Linked DNA regions of Callithrix jacchus: all the other regions are linked to region 3. Evidence: chromatin contacts called from public Hi-C data. All regions are on one chromosome and are shown on one strand. The core of a region is the stretch at or near the end of the contact, and the rest is flanking DNA. Distances in the headings are between cores, read along the strand shown.

What was found. A called contact is a pair of places that touch in the nucleus more often than the background predicts.
Region 1: a Hi-C map of skeletal muscle shows a contact between it and region 3, with 4 times the contacts expected there. The contact joins two enhancer-like sites. A contact is called at or near these places in 2 of 3 Hi-C or Micro-C datasets (induced pluripotent stem cells and skeletal muscle).
Region 2: a contact with region 3 is called in a Hi-C map of skeletal muscle, with 10 times the contacts expected there. The contact joins two enhancer-like sites. A contact is called at or near these places in 2 of 3 Hi-C or Micro-C datasets (both in skeletal muscle).

Annotation. Positions count from the first base shown.
Region 1 is chr6:159,075,035-159,078,785 of calJac240_pri, reverse strand. The region is part of intron 13 of LRRFIP1 (LRR binding FLII interacting protein 1); the gene reads right to left. Among named protein-coding and RNA genes, the nearest start is that of RBM44, 31 kb to the left of the region's middle. Within about 2 kb of position 1,730, at least 3 of the 16 cell types and tissues checked have an H3K27ac peak or open chromatin away from gene starts, as enhancers often do. A contact at or near this core is called in skeletal muscle, where this site is marked.
Region 2 is chr6:159,054,629-159,058,340 of calJac240_pri, reverse strand. The region is part of intron 7 of LRRFIP1 (LRR binding FLII interacting protein 1); the gene reads right to left. Among named protein-coding and RNA genes, the nearest start is that of RBM44, 52 kb to the left of the region's middle. Within about 2 kb of position 1,515, at least 6 of the 16 cell types and tissues checked have an H3K27ac peak or open chromatin away from gene starts, as enhancers often do. A contact at or near this core is called in skeletal muscle, where this site is marked.
Region 3 is chr6:158,882,667-158,886,070 of calJac240_pri, reverse strand. RAB17 (RAB17, member RAS oncogene family) reads left to right here. Exons shown (of 6, transcript XM_078328900.1): 2 at 1,576-1,735. Among named protein-coding and RNA genes, the nearest start is that of TRNAC-GCA, 19 kb to the left of the region's middle. Within about 2 kb of position 1,965, at least 2 of the 16 cell types and tissues checked have an H3K27ac peak or open chromatin away from gene starts, as enhancers often do. A contact at or near this core is called in skeletal muscle, where this site is marked.

The sequences.
Region 1 (3,751 bases), core at 481-2,980, 190 kb before region 3:
GGAACAAATCTTACTGTTGCATTCCCTTGGCTGTATAGGATGGGGGGGGGGTGTCTCCCAGAAAAGGAGTCTATAAATAGAAAACAGGAAACCCACACTGTCTAAACTCCCCAGAATTAGCATTCAGGGTCCTAGTGAAAGTGGAAATGTAAGTGTTCAGTTCATTAGGTCTCCTGTTAATTGCAAATATTAAAAATTATGGAAAGTGATCAAGATCATACATCTAAGTTCATACATTCTTGAAAACTGTTTAAAAACTTGATTGTTGCCCAACCTTTGTATAACAACCCATAACTATACTTTAGCTACTTTTGAAGGAAGACATATTTACATACAGGAGCTATGTTCTGGTTTGGAACTGAAAAATGTTCAAGCTTTTTGATTTAATGTGTCAGTAACCAATGTTTTTCTCTGTTCTGTGTGACAGTGAAACCCCAGTGGCCGAGGTTCCTCTGGGGATGTGGCTGGCAGGCAACCTTTCAATTCTTTTCTGAGTTTGAGTCTTTGACGCTGAAATCTTTCTAAATTGCCTTATATATTTCCATGCCTTCTTACATGCAGTATACCTAAGTCAACTTTCTTTTTCTTTCTTTCTTTTTTTCTGAGATAGGGTTTCATTCCATCGCCCAGGCTGGAGTGCAGTGGTATGATCACGAGTCACTGCAGCTTCGACCTCCCAGGCTCAGGTGTTTCTCCCACCTCTGCCTCCTGAGTAGCTGGGACTACAGGCACATACCACCACGCCTGGCTAATTGTTTGTATTTTTTTTTTGGTTGGTAGAGATGGGCTTTCACCATGTTGCTCAGGCTGGGCTTGAACTCCTGGGTGCAAATGATCCGCCTGCCTCAGCCTCCCAAAATGCTGGGATTATAGGTGTGAGCCACTGTGCCCAGTCTCAACCACTTCTTGGTATGTTAAGGGCTTTCAGGGTAATGCCAATTACTGCGCTTGGCTAAAAAGTCATTACGCTGGAGAGCAAATAACTGATGCTCAGAACGAAGGCTCTGAAATCATTGAGAAATGGTTTGGTGTTTGGGTGTTCAGAAGTCTTTCTTTTCCCTTCTTTTTTGCTCACTGATTTTCAGCTGTCCATTCCCCATTGGAGGGCTGGGTCCTATCTGCTTGTTCACTGGCACAGCGTCCTCCATAAGTGATCAAACATGCTTATTAATTAAACAAATGAGTGGTGAATCACTGAGATGGCTGGATGGCTGAGCTGAGGGATGTGATGTGTGCCCAACGTCCTGCAAAGTGCTGGTGAGTAACATAGGAAAGAACTTAAAACGGCTTGATGATCTCACCACTGAGTGACCTTGGTTGTTGAACTGCCTTCCTAGAGCCCTTTAAAGGCAGGAATGAGAGCTGTTTCCAGCATGCATTCCAACAGAAATGCAGCTTTGCTAAAGTTAGAGACAAACCAAAACCCTGTCAGGTCCTGTAGAGCCCTTGGACTTGATTTCCTAGTGAGCCTCGGGTTTTCCTATTTATATCCCCATCATCCTGGACTTCAGGACACTTGCAGAAACAGTCAAGGTTTTTGCTGTTTTCATTATACTCTTAAAAACATTCTAAGTATTGGCACATTTAGGCACAGCAGCAGATGAAGACCGTTTTCAACCGAGGCTGCACATCAGAACCACAGATCACACGAGGTGATGCGGGACAACTGTCTCAATTCTCCCAGTAATACCCGTGTTGGCCCCAGGCTCGATGCCAGGAGGGAAATTTCCTTACTGAGGAAGGGCATCAGGTCTTCTACGGAGCCCCAGTGGGCATCAGCAACCCCGAACAGGTATTACTGGAAAGGCAGTGCTATGCAGACTCAGATTTCAAGCAGACCAGAGAGTGGAACCACAGGCTTGTACAATTATCAAATGCTTTTATTTCAATTACCTAATAACACATTTTCCTCAAATTGTATTGAGGTTTTGGTCTTTTTGCATTCAATTCTATCTTGTAACAGTAATATGAAAAGTGTCAACAACGTTCATAACGTACATTCCTTTGTGATTTTATATTTTACAATTTAAAAAATAACTTTACACTTATTTTTTTAAATGCTTCTTTATATAGAAAATAGATATTTTCTTTAGGCAGACCAAAACAGGAACTTTCCAATAAGAATATACTGAGAAATAACAAATGAAAATATTTATACCAAAATACCAAAAATGATTCAGCTCTTTAACATATCCTCTTATAGTCTAATTAGTAGTTTGCACAAGAACAAGAAACCTTTTTTACTGCTCTTTTGAATGATGATTAGAAATTCAAACAGAAAGAGAAATAACTTTAAGGGTCAAAACTGTTTTTTTTAGAGACAGGGTCTCATTCTGTGTCCCAGGTTGGAGTGCAGTGGTGCAATCATAGCTCACTGCAGCCTTGAACTCCTGGCCTCAAGTGATCCTCCGACCTTGGCCTCCCAATGTGCTGGGGTTACAGGCATGAAAATATAGTTTTTGTTTTTTTTTAAGATGGAGTTTTGCTCTTGTTGTCCAGGCTAGATTGCAATGGTGCAATCCTGGCTCTCCCACCTCAGCCTCCCTAGTATTTGGGATTACAGGCACCTGCCACCAAATCCAGCTAATTTTTTGTATTTTTAGTAGAGACATGGTTTCACCACCTTGCTCAGGCTGGTCTTGAACTCCTGACCTCAGGCGATCCACCCCCCCTCGGCCTCCCAAAGTGCTGGGATTACAGGCATGAGCCACCGCGCCCAGCTGAAAACATTTTAACAATGACTGTCCCTCCTCAAATACTGGGGTAGGAAATGTAATTTTGACCTATTTCACTTCCAGAAAAAACTTAAAAATAAATCTTCATAAAAATGAATTTGATATATCATCAGCATGAAGTGAAGGTAAAATGTCCTACAAGGTAAACTCAGGTATCATCAACAACGAGATCCAAAAGCATTGGTTCAAGATGAAAGACTCACATGAGATAAAGGCAGGTAACCCCTAGTGCTTTCAGACATTTACTTGTTACCCTTAAAATCATTATTGCTCTCAGGTGCAAGTCTATCATTCAGTGTCCTCTTTGCTATTTGGCTGTTTATCTCCTTTAAGTAAAATACCATACAGGTAGTCATGCACATTTAAAATCAAATATGGAAGTACATGTATGTGAACAAGACATTCAGTTAAATATCGCTTATATTCATAATACAGAAGTGTAAGAATGCTATTTGGTCATTTCAATTAGATGCTGATATACTTGGTCAAGAATGTCCACATTCCGATCAGCTTAAGGCAGAGGTGAACTGCCTCTATTTTTATTATCTGTACTATAAACAGTAGACATTATTGTTTGATACTACCGGAATGCTCTCAGTTAAAACGTACATGGAAAACACATGTGTCTTTCTAATATGGTTATAACCTCAATGATTACATGGAAATCTACAAGTAGATCACCTGGTGATTGTCATACAGTGCATCTCTATGAATTTAGAACGTTCTACTTACATTGCCCGTGGAGGTAAAAGAGCCCCTCACAGTCAGACTTCCCGTGCACCACGCCTGCCGCCTGCCTCAGCTCAGGACATGGTGCAGTCTTCTTTGCTTTTGCCCTTCTCGTTTCCTCCTGCGGTGCCTTCTCTGCTTTCCGGGTTGAAGTCCCCCAGCTCTCCTCCTGGTGCCGACAAGTCATCATCGTCTAGACTGCCGCTGTCTAAAGCTCTCCTGACGGTCCGGCTTCGATGTTCCGGCATCACATACCTCTCTGTACTTTCTGCTTCACGGGCGTCACT
Region 2 (3,712 bases), core at 266-2,765, 170 kb before region 3:
CGGTTCCAGTGAGCTGAGATTACACCACTGCACTCCAGCCTGGGCTACAGAGCGAGACTCCATCTTAAAAAAAAAAAAAAAATCCAGTTTAACAGACTGCCAAGTGAACCACTGAAAGCAACTGGCATTTGGCTCCACGGTGTAAAATGCGTTTCTGGCTGCTGGTCAGCAATGGCTCAATATTGTGTACAAATAAACGAAGCTCCAGGTATGCGTTCGTCTACCTATAAAGAAAGCTGTGTCCGTAAAACAAGGGCCCACCAAGTCTTTTTTTCTTTTTGATATTTCTTGCAAGACAGCTGAGAAAGAATACACACTGGGCCCATAAACCTTAATTTTGGAGGGACAGGGCTTTACCACATCTTTATCCTGCATGGTTTTACGTCTATTGCTTTTATAATTTGTAAAATGTCAAATAAGGGGAAAAAACTCCCAAAAACCATAGTTTGCTGTTTCTATCATTTTTTTTTTAAAAAAGTCTGTGCTCTGAAGAACGTAACAGACTCAAAAGAAAATCTGGGCATATTTTAAAGTAGAGACCAGGCAGAAAAAAAATAAAAATTAAGCCCTTGATGAAAGCTGATGGCAAATGTACGTGCAACCTTTCTCTATTTTACATAATAAATTTCATTTTGTGTGTTGTCGGAATGAAAAGGGATTTGCCAGCAAGATTTCCTGAAACACAGGAAGGCAGCGCAGCCCGGTGGAGAGCCACGCAGCCCCACTGGCGTCCACCAGATGGCGGTGTGTCGCTGCCGCAGGGGCCAGGCCCGGACAGAGGGCACGGGCAGTGGAGCCCACCTTAACCAAGCCCCCTTTCCTAAGCCCTCGCAGAGCCGGGTAAGGAATCAGATGGTGTGTTTCATCTCAACATAAAGCACACACTTCCTCTCTAAAATGACGAAGAAATGGAACCCATGCCAGGATTTTAAACACTGTCATGGCCACTGCACGGCCTGGTGTGGAGGCCTGGAGGAGGTGTGCCTGGTGCAGAGTGGGGTCAGAGGGCACAGTAGCCGCAGGTGGTGCAGGTTGCTCTGCCCGCCCACCCCAGCCCGGGACGGCCGAGCACCGAACGCTGCAGACAGAGCAGCCTGTCAGCGTCATGACTCTCGTATTTTGAGCGATACTAAACATTTCAGGCCAGAGTGAAACTTCACACGAACAGGTTTATACAGTATTTGTGTCGTATTTTCTAGCCACAGCTGAGTATATACAAAGACACCGTTGAAAATCTGGAAATAGTCACTTTTAAAATTTGTCTGTGGAATTAGTTTATGTCAGTTTTCCTTTCAAAAGCAAATGTTTCAAGGAGTACATTAAATAGTTTATTAATCCAACCTTCTGATATTGTGTCTAAAGGAGTTTACTACTTAGGTTCATGTACACACGATGCCTGGCGAGGCTTAAGCGCTAGGTTTTCCATGTTTCCTAGAGACAGAGGACCTGTTCACGGACCCAGAGGCACCCTATTCAAGGGCCCAGGTACAAAAAGGAAGCTGTCCCCAATGCCCAGCCAGGCAACACCAGACCCGGGTGGAAAACGGGATCACTGAAGCCACATCCTCGCAAGGTCCCTCTCCAGACACAAGCTAACAGCAAACACTGCTCAGAAAACTCCCATTTTAAGGGTCATTTTCCTTCAGATTTCAATGATAGCAGAATCTACCATTAGAGTGACAGTTTTTGGTTTTAAATCCAATAATATTTACTTTAGCCTGAATGACTTATCTTTGAACTCTGGTGTTTATAATTCAAGACCTGTTTTTCCACCTGGTCCCTGCCCCTGCCTCTTTGTGCAACAAATGCCATGAGTCAAAACAGTGTTGTTTTTCTAGTTCAAACGGGCAGAGATCTGAGTCCATCGCTCCTGTTTTCTCTGAATACGCAAGGTAAGATACGGACCTGCTTTCTCCTTGGGATAATCCTGTTGGATGTTTCAGAAATGTGGTGGCTTTGCCAGGTTCCCAGTGGGATTCCAGGGCCTGGATGACCTGGACCTGTCAGCTTCACCAGGCAGTCGCTCTGCTTGGGGTGGCCCAAGTCTGGGCCATGAACCCTCCGGATTCCAGCTCTCCAGGCACCTTTACCTCCCCACACACCCACGCTGCTGGGCTTCACACCACGTGTGATCACCCGATGAGCATCTGTCTGCCCCTGTCTGTGTGTCCCATGAGGGCTGGGGCAGGTCTCTGTCTGCTCATACAAGGGCCCTGTTTCTGGAACATTCTAGGCGCTCATTAAACACTGAATGAACATAATGTCCTCAAGGAGAAGATCCTGGCCATGCTGGAGGGGAAGAAAACACAGCTCATCCACAGCATGGGAGAAGATGAGAATGAGGTGAACATATTCTGTGTCCCTCTGAGATGGGGCCGATATCCTCTCTGCTTTCCGAAGGACCCTGGGAGGACCAAGGGAGTAGAAAAAACTTTAGGTCTTGACCCTGGTGGTGGTCTCTGGACACTGAAGCAGTTTATTTTCTTGAAGTGGGACAAGTGGTCACTTCCTTCATTCTGGTTACTACTGCCCTTGAATGCCACTGCCCTCCTGCCACCCCAAAGGGGGCACCAGCCCTCCCTCCCCTCTGACAAGTGTGACAAGTTCACCTGTACACCTGCATCCCCCAAACGCAGGGTGGGACTTCCTGTAGAGACTGCAGGGCTGCCCCTGCCTGACTTCACATTTTCCTTGTCCCCTGTCCTCACTCAAACTGGCCCTGGATACGTGTTCCTGATGATGTCCTGGGAGCATTTTCCATGAGCTGCTCGCTGGAACAACTGTAACCCGTCCCTGGCTAACCCCAGCCACGGAGAAACAAGTTTCCATGCCCCTTTGTGTTTGGTTATTACTGCTTTTTTTTTTTTTTTGAGACAGTCTCACTGTGTTGTCCAGGCTGGAGTAGTACAATGGTGTGATCTTGGTTCACTGCGAGCTCCACCTCGCAGGTTCAAGTCTCCTGCCTCAGCCTCCTAAGTAACTGGGATTACAGGTGTGCACCACCATACCTGGCTAATTTTTGTATTTTTAGTAGAGACAGGGTTTCACTACTGAGGTCAGGCTGGTCTCAAACTCCTCATGATCCACCCTCCTCGGCCTCCCAAAGTGCCAGGGTTAGAGGCATGAGCTGCTGCGCCTGACCTGTTTTTGCTATTTAAGGGTGTCGTGATCCCTCTTTCCAGGGGAAGCACAGGAAGCTTATGTGCCAGCTAGATGTCCCAAACCAGGAAGGAGAGCTGTGACATTTGAACCTGGGTTCTGAAACACCTTGCCTTAAAGCACTTCCTGCTCCATGTGACCCTGAGGAAGGCCAGATTGGAGGGTCATTTGCCTTTGCCCCCATGCTCACCCTAGGCCCTGCCCAAGACCTACTGCTCCTCCCTCCCAGGAGGAAGGATCGGGGAGTCCCATCCAGGCCCTCCTGGCTTCTTCCCATCAACAAAGCCAAACACATCCACCAATACTTTCTGTTGTACCAGGAGGTCCAAAATACACAGCAATGGTGTAAGTGTCCCAAGAAGGAAAACAGAAATGGAGTCGATTGAGTGTAAGAGGACCGTGAGTTTTGGAAATTATGGAAAGAAGCCAGCTTACTTCTGTCTCCCAGGCCCTTCAGATACTAGGGATGCTGCCTGTGCTCGCCGTCCTTCTATCCTTAACGTGATCAATCAAGGAATACTGTAACCACATCCCCTAGGGAACTGCCCTGTAC
Region 3 (3,404 bases), core at 716-3,215:
GTGTGGGATAACTACTTGAGTCTACTACGTGGAGCCCCTCTTCTGTGATGGGTAGCGAGCCCTAAACCCTCCTGCTCCAGACCCGTGACTGTCCAGTCACTTTCTGTCTACAACCGTCTTCTTGGTATCTAGGACTCAGACCTATTTATTTCAAGACTGATTCCAAACTTGATTCTTTCCCTCTTATCCCTACAGGGCAGACCAGACCAGTCCGTGGCCATGGCTGCTGAATGGGGGCAGTGAGGGCATGTGGGCTGCTTCCTACCACTCCTGCTTTTCTTATTCCCTTTTCAAAATTCCTTTCCTTCCCCCTTTAGAGAGCCTCCCTCCTCCGCACCGTGGTGAGAGAGGCAGACGAGACCTGATCACAGGACCAGCTGCCCCCTGATAGGTTTCATATAGATTGTGGGGAGCTTCTCTTCCTAGGTAATAAATCATTATCTATTATTAGATTAGAACATTATTAGAATGTCACCATTTTGCAACCCCCTGGTGAAATAGAGGTTCAAAGTAATGGTCTTCAATGACTGCCAACATTACAGAGAGACAACTAGACATTATTTGCCTTCTGAGGGAGGTGCACACACACTCTTGTAGCAATCTTGCCAAAAAATAGCCAGTATCTAATCAGGTTTGTGTCCTGAACCACCACGGTATCAAAAATACAGAGTTCGCAAGACTCTATTCAATAACACAGGGGTCCAATCAGCAACGTCCGTACAGGAAACCTACGAGACAACCTGACCTCTTCAACACATGAACTGCAAAGAAGAAAAAAATACCTGTATCTGCCCTGAGGTTTGCAGATGATAGGATGCCTGGGATCTGCTTTACAGCGACCTGCTGGGGGGAGGTTTGGGATGTGAGTGACACAGCTGGCCAGGCTGATTACTGGGGAGGTGGGTACCTGTGCCCGTCAGACTGTTCTCTCTATTGTGGTGTGTATAGCAAAGTTTCCGTAATGAAAACATATGCAGGGGATGCCCACATTTATTTTGATCACAAAGCTGGTTTTCTCTGGGGCATCCCACTGTGGGTTCTGAGGCTTTAGACACAATAGGAATGTGTCTAAATGTGTCTATGAGGTTTTCAGATCATTGAGACACCAACGTTTTTTAGATAGAGTTTTTCCGAGACACCAACTTTAATCCATGGACAACCAACCAGGAAATTCTCAGATGCTTTTTACCTCTCTCTGTGTTAGATACTTCGGGGACAACTGACAGATTTGTAAGAATAGAAAGTAATGGAATGAGGACAGCCAGCCCTGAGACCACTGCACACAACCATTGCTTGTCAGGATCTGTCATGACCCATGCCCAGCGCTTTCCAAGCAAAGCTCTATTTGTTCCTCACCACAGACCTAAAAATGGGTCTTGTGCACCCCAGTTTGCAGATGGGGAGATGGGGCGTTGGGTGCAGAGGGGTGCAGGGGTACGAACCCAGGTGGCCTCTGAGTTGGGAGCTCTGTCTGGGGCCACCTGCTCCTGACTGGGAGGCAGCCCGGGGTAGAGCTCGCTGTGATGGTGTGGCTCGGATGTTCCACCTGCCTCAGATGATTGTGATTCTTTGCAGGGCATGGCGCAGGCACACCTGAGTCCCCAGCCCAGCGCTGCCCCCAGCCAGCCCCGTGTGTTCAAGCTGGTTCTCCTGGGAAGTGGCTCCGTGGGCAAGTCCAGCCTGGCTCTCCGGTACGTGAAGAATGACTTCAAGAGTATCCTGCCTACGGTGGGCTGTAAGTGAGGGGCAGAGCATGCTTTGTTGGTTTTCAGTGCAGAAGTCCAGGCCACTGACCCACACCTGGGGCAGATGGGGACGAGGCCCGCCTAGGAATCCCCACACTGTCCTGGAGTCTTGTACTGCCCGTATCCAGTGCATGAGGGGAGGGGGTGATGTCCATGGGGGCAGCCACAGAATCTACAAAGGCAGGAAGTGCCCTTGGCTCTGGGTCAGGTTTCAGCTCAGCTGGAGTCTGCAGGGAGTGGAGATTCAGGGGTAGGATCTCTGGCCCAGAAAGGTCAGGCTGGGTGTGAGGGATTATGCTGGCAGAAGGGAGAGCCCAGAAGAAGCCTCCTGGGCTCTGGCCACTCAGTGACCCAAACCAGCTGTCCTCTCCCCGCGCCCTGGCCGCCCTCCTGCTAACACTGCTCCCTTGCTTAATTTACCCCACAGCACCTTCCTTCCTGCCTGGACTTGGTTTACCAGTCTGGCCTGGATCATTGTTGGGGGTGGGCAGGGAGGGAGGCCTTCTCGCTGTGTTTCTTGAAAAGGCTAACCCGTCATTAATCTCAGGAGTAGGGGCGTCTGCAGGCTGCTGGCCTCCTTCCCATCCTGCTGTGGGCACACCCTGCCTTGGCAGTGAAACGCAGTTTTCACCTGAAATAGGGAAAGCCATGTTCTGGGTAACATGTGCGGAATCAGAGACTCCGTTTCAGATTCGGACTCTGACATGGATGAGCTGCCCTTTCTCCAAATTCACTCACTCACTCATTCACTCATCTAACAGGTGTCTGTTGAGCGTGGACTCTTTTCCAGGCCTGTGTTAGGTGCGGAGGATTCTACAACCAGCTAAACAGATGCACCAAACACAGAAACACAATTGTAAAATGTGGCACATGGCGTTCGCTATTAGGGAATTTTCTCAGGGGGGTGGTTCCTGAAGGATCCCCAGGGGATACATGGGGATCGGCAGGGGTCTGTCTGGCCTGACTCCCAGAGCTAGTGGTGAGAAGGGCTAGAGTGATGGGGAGAGGCTGTCTGCAGAGGCTACCCTGGGGAGAGAGAGTCAGAACTTGCCTGGGGTGGGCCATGCAGTCCTCTTTTCCATTAGCAAGGAGGTCTGCACCCCTCACCCATGATATTGGACTCAGCTTCCTTTAAACATATATCAAAGGGCTGAGGCTGGCCTGATGGTGGCCTCAGTTGAGAACAGAGAATACAGATGGGGGCCTCACCAGGCCTGGATGTTGCGGGCTCTGTACCTGGGTAGCTGGTATTCAAGATGCAGAGGCCTGTATGTCTCATTCTATTCCTGGTCCTCTGCCTGTCCCCTCAGGGGTCATCCCCCTGCCAGTAGCTTTCAGATGAAAGCTAGGGTCTCCCTTCCTCCAACACCCTCTCCCCGGGTGTATCTCCTCTCTCCGAGGGGAGAACTGTCCTCTAGGCTGGACTCTTCCTTTCACCCAGGACTGGTGCTTGGTGTGTTTGTTCCCACTCTGAGTCTCTGTGATGGGACGGGGTGGGAGGCTATGGACTGTGGCCATGGCACAGAGGCGAGAGGAGGACAGCCAGATGAGGTTAGCCTGTGGCTCACAAGCCGCCTTCGATCCATCAGCCTCCAAGCCTGGCGTCCTCAGTTTTGTACTGAGTACCTCTGTGTGTTGGCAGCTGTGCTGGGTTGAGGG